2 separate regions of the Zea mays genome follow, and region 1 is linked to region 2. The links are chromatin contacts, called in public Hi-C maps. All regions are on one chromosome and are shown on one strand. The core of a region is the stretch at or near the end of the contact, and the rest is flanking DNA. Distances in the headings are between cores, read along the strand shown. Region 1 holds the start of LOC100284704 (acid phosphatase). Region 2 has its middle 50 kb from the start of LOC100282481.

Region 1 (2,700 bases), core at 122-2,621, 73 kb before region 2:
TATTGTTGTCATGAACCAATAACGTTAATGATGATGTACAAAATTTGAAATATAAAATCAATACAGGTAGAAGCATCTCACCAATTCAATGAGATTGCAATTGAAGGCACCCCATACACTAAGGCCTCCCTCGCAGCAGCAATGGCAGAAGAGTGGAACCTACAGAGTTCTGAAATGAATTGATAACAAAATAGAAAATGGACAGTCAATGGACCATTTCTGAAACAAGAGCATACATCTCATATCCACAATTTGATCCCGTGTTGATACCACTGATCACCTGTATAAACAAAATAAGTGGTTTTTTAAAACCACAAATCAAATTACCTTCAAGATAGTAACACTTGGAAATCCTATTCCGAAAGAATAAACAATCACGGTACCAAAGCAGGAGACGACCAAGGAAACAGCCTCCCAGATAAGGCCAACGAGACACAGTCAACCGGCGTGCCTAAGTTTTCAATGATCAAAGTCAGCAAAGATAAAATATCGGGACCACCGGGCTCAGCAATGTGTGACCCAAATTGTGCACAATTGAATGAACGAATGGCCCTCACCTGATGTCTCAAAAGCTTTAGCGCCTGTGAAATCCACGGATGACGCAGCGATGGTTTCACGGATGGTAATTGAATGGCCACAGGCTTGCTTGTCCCTTCAAATAAACAAAGGGCCCCAAATCAGTTCGGTTCCACAATCACAGGCAAATGGCAACCAAATTAGTACATTAATGGGAGTAAACAGGCGCAGGGCGTCCCAAATCAGGACTACTTAATTTATCTCCCAACAAATCCAATGGAAAGCAAACAGTACTTTGCAATCATAAGAGCAAATGTAAGGGGAAATTAAGACGCCTTGGTTTTCTAAGTCGCAGCACGTACGATTCGGGGGCACACACGTGGACGTCGCAGCGGCCGGCGGCAACGAGGGCGTCGACGAGCGCCGCGAGACCCGCCGACCGGATCCCCCCGGCACAGGTCAGCAGCACGATGGGCCTCGCCGGCGTCCCATCTCCCGCGGGGGCATCGGACGCCTCCGCTTCCTGAGCCTCAGCCTCAGCCTCGCTAGCTGTGGCGGCGGTGCTGACCTCTGCCGCGGACGGGCGGCGGGCGGCGAGCACGGACTGTAGGTTGGAGACGAGCGCGGACGGGAGCGGGTTGCGCTTCGGAGCATCCTCGCCGGAGGTCGACTCCATCTGTCTCGCCGCCGGAGAGGTTATTTGCCGCTTGTCGGGGATGGCGTGGGGAAGAGAGAGATGTACCAACGAAGCGGCGGTGGCGAGGAAGTGCAAATGGACTGAAATAGGCGTTCTTTATGGATTTCAAGACCGGGCCCGCTTTTACGTATAGGCTGTAGGGTGAGGCTCCTTTTCTGACCTGCACATATTTGGGGAAATGTCGAGTACAGGCTGTAGGGTGAGGCTGTAGGGTGAGGCTCCTTTTACGTATAGTCAAATGCGCGTCCATTTGGAACTTGAAACCTAAACCAGTATGATTAGCTAGAGCCTTTTGATGTGTTTGGTTTGTGGAGTCACCCAATGCTTCATGAGGTGATGCATCATAAGTTAATTCCATCAATTTTAGTGGAATCAACTCACTCCTCATGTATATACTAATTATTAGCTTATGAGGAATGAGGTGGTGATGGACCAACTCATTCTATTCAACAAACCAAATAAAAATGCGAGGAGTGAGAAGAAGATGGATCACTTTATTCCTCAAACCAAACACACCCTTTTTCTTTGATCTATCGACTTGTTTGTTCCATTTTTCAGCTTCTGACCATTATCAGATGCTCAAAAAATCGTAAAGTTCAAGTTATAAGTTTTAAAAGACATTTAGAAAACTCATTTTATTTATTATTTAGATTAGAAATATTTTTAAAACTATTTAAATTGATATTATAAACTGCAGTTTCATATTAGAGTTGAAACCTAGAGTCATCTCAAACATCCCTCGGAGTCTTTGTTTTTGGGCATGTACAATGGCTCAATTAAGCCGGTCTTGTAAAATTTGTAGACAAACAAAACACCTTATTGATGCTAGGAGAAGAGAACGGGAGCTAGACGTGTGCTCTAGGTCGAGTCATGCGTCGGAAGTATAGGTGTACCTTCGGGTTATCTGGTTCGACCTAGCTCAAGTCTAAAAATGTTTTGATCCATTTAAATTTTGATTTTGGGTCAATACGATTAGAAATTATTTTTAGTTATGTCGGGTCGGCACATGGTCTTAGACCTCGATCCACAGTTCGACACGTAATTGTTTAAAGCTCATTTCGGACGGTTCAAAATTATAAAAAACCAAAAAATCAATTTCTGATCCGACGGGAGCTTAAAATTTAAAACAAATTTATTAAAAAATAAAATATAAGATACATAAATTTGATCAAAATAAAACTTAATATTTCTATTAAGTTAATCGAGCTATGCAATAACTACCTCGTTAAAAAATCTCTTCTTAGAAGGAAAAAGAGTGCAACTAGCTTCAGACATAGTTTATAAGTTCAATTCATCTAATGTTCATAACAAAAGTAAAATTACATCACATACTCTAATTCAAAGCTGCAAAAAACATTTAACTAGTATCGTCTCCATCTTTGTGTTCTTTATCAAGCACATAAAAGTGTGGATTAAAGTGTGGTTTTAATAAATATATGGGTGTTTTCATGTCTCTATATAGGTCATTTCGTGCTTACCTTAAACAG
Region 2 (2,700 bases), core at 150-2,649:
TCATCCTTCTTCATTACATTCATTATTTGTTGGTGCACCATGAAAAGTACAAATAGTGTGGCTATTTAGCGTTAAAGATACAAGCTCCATGCTAGCTAGAGCTCGTTTGGCAGTGCTGCGCTCCATGATTCTCTAACTCCAAGAGCTGATTCTCCAATAGAGTGATTCTCTAGCAAAAGTATATCTATTTGATAAAAACCGTTTGACAAATAGTCTGTGATGTGATTCTTGAGGGGTTGGAGAGTGGGGAGCAGCGAGAAGCAAGTTTTTTTTGGCTCCCACCTTCTAGTACAAAACAGAGAGTAAATTCATTCCGCTTTCACCGTGGAGCAGTTCAGTTTTTTTTGCTATTTAGCTACGCGGGAGTGATTCTCGCTGTGAGCGAAGCTGTTGGAGCTCTACCAAACGGGTATAGAAGTATTACCCACGCATGCTATCGTTAAGTACGCTGGATGGCAGAACAATGGAGTAGTATGTGGGTAGAGTGGAATTTTTTTTACATCTGGGATACAAAGAAACTCTTTTGTAGCTCTTGACATCCACCACCTGATGATCCATATAAATAGAAAAAAAATAAATTAGTAAAGGGTTAAGTTGTAAAATTTAATCTGTTTTTGTGGCCTTTAAATAATGTGATGTATGTGAGGGATTGTAAAAAAGAGTGTTTGCATCCAGATATAGAGAAAAATTTTCCGGCTGAGTGGGGGACTGGGGCGCACGTACTGATCGGTTGTACGTGCGGATCGCATAAACTGGGACCGGAGACCGTGCTGTGGTCGCGCCGGGCCAGGGCAGCGCCATGTGACCCCTTTTCTGAGCTCATGTGAGGCCGGGCGAGCCGCGAGCCAGTATATCGATCGCCGGCTGCATGCATGCAAGGGTCCGAAAGAACGGATCGACGTCGGCACGTCGCATACACGTGCCGCGCGTGACGAAATAACTAAAAAAGAAAGAAAAGATGCTATTTTTAGTCTCAGAGCACAAGCTATTATTAGGGATTTCCGTGATCAACCAATGGGTGCCTGGTTTCAAGGTCGGCCGGTGCAACTGTAGCCAATTCAAAACAGTGGAGCCTAGCTGGCTACGGATCCGACACATCGCGCATGCACACATCAACTCTTGAAAGCCAACGCCGAGACCTGACCTGCAGGGGCTACGCACGTCGTCGTCGGAAGTTACTGCCGTCGTCCGAGGAAAACCGCGCGCGGCCGCCGACGAACATGGCGAGGGCAGCGGCTATGATGGTAGTGCTCGCCGTGGTGGCGCTGGCGCTAGCCGCAGCGCCGCGCGCGGAGGCTGGGCAGAACTGCATCTGTGAGTGCATGAAGCTGTGCGTGCGGACGCGGATCCCGAGCATGGGCCAGTGCGCGGGCAAGTGCCGGGAGATGGCCTGCACCAAGAGCTGCGAGGATGCCTGCACGCGCAAGGGCTTCCCCGGGCTGCCCAGCGAGGGCATCCCCACCTGCGAGCTGGAGCCGCTCACCCCCGACGAAACGCACATGTTGCACTGAACGATGATGCACTTATGGGGCCATGTCCACCGGAGCTTTTACTGTTTGCGTGTCGCGCCGGTCGGCCCAGCGGCGGCGGTCTATGCTCCCGATGTGCATGAAAAATTCCCGCTGTTTTCTTTGGTGTTTGGTATGTACGTTATTATGTACGCTGCCTCTTCTCAAAGCATAGTATGCATAGTTCTGTTTTCTGGCATTCGATGGCCGGTTGCCCCACCTCCCCTGAAACACACACACCCCAACACAGACACGCAGATACGTACGCACGCTCTCAGCTGCAAAGTCATCACTGTTAGGACATGTGCAACCTAAATATTACTCCCTATGTTTATAAATATATGACTACGTTGATTTTTTTAAAACTTTGATCACCCATCTTATTAAAAAAACTTTGATTTATTTTTTGTGATTTATTTATCACTTAAGGTAGTTTGTGCTTAACTTAAAATTTTATATTTTTGAATAAATATTTTGAATAGACAAATTGTCAAAGTTTTCGAAAAAATTCAACAATGTCATATATTTGTGAATAGTACATTACAGTTTTATAAGCACTAGATACAACTAAGAAATCCCTTTATACAACCTTATTCACTATAACCTCTTACGATACGATTCATTTACGTGAGTTATATGAGTAGAACCGTATCTAGATTTAGAGAACCGTGCTAGAGACATTGATCTGAATACCCCATCAATAGAAAATCTCCAGACATGTGTATCATTGTTTTCCTTTAGATTGAAATTTTCCAGCAAGTATTGCATAATGCCTGCAAGAGATAGGTTTCCATGTATATCCTGAACCCAAAAATGTGAAGGGAAGGCCTGCTGCACAGTCCTAACTTTCCTATATTTTTTTGGGACTGCACCAACAATGATCGGTGCAAGCTCCTCAATAGAGCACCCATTAATCCATTTATCCATCCAAAAATAAGTTGTAGCTCCATCACCAATAATAGAGGTCACGTATACCCGAAATAAAGCTCTGTCTTGATTGGAAACATTAAGGTCAAGGTCTCTCAATGTTTACCGGAGTTTGTTTTCTGAAGCCATAGCCATCTCATTTGTAATGCCCAACTCATGGTGAGAAGATTAGGTATTCCAAGACCTCCCAAGTCGACTGGAGTGTATTAATGAATAGCAAGAGAGAAAGAGAAAGCACCGGTACAAACAAAATAAATACAACAGA

What was found. A called contact is a pair of places that touch in the nucleus more often than the background predicts.
Region 1: a contact with region 2 is called in a Hi-C map of ear, with 2.9 times the contacts expected there. The contact joins the promoter of LOC100284704 here to the enhancer-like site in region 2. A contact is called at or near these places in 2 of 25 Hi-C or Micro-C datasets (ear and tassel).

The regions. Positions count from the first base shown.
Region 1 is chr8:158,425,583-158,428,282 of Zm-B73-REFERENCE-NAM-5.0, reverse strand. It overlaps LOC100284704 (acid phosphatase), which reads right to left and starts at 1,371. Exons shown (of 10, transcript NM_001157599.2): 1 at 879-1,371; 2 at 558-652; 3 at 384-451; 4 at 237-280; 5 at 82-159. The coding sequence starts at 1,192.
Region 2 is chr8:158,352,885-158,355,584 of Zm-B73-REFERENCE-NAM-5.0, reverse strand. No RefSeq gene overlaps it. Among protein-coding and RNA genes, the nearest start is that of LOC100282481, 50 kb to the right of the region's middle. Within about 2 kb of position 1,399, at least 8 of the 20 cell types and tissues checked have an H3K27ac peak or open chromatin away from gene starts, as enhancers often do. A contact at or near this core is called in ear, where this site is marked.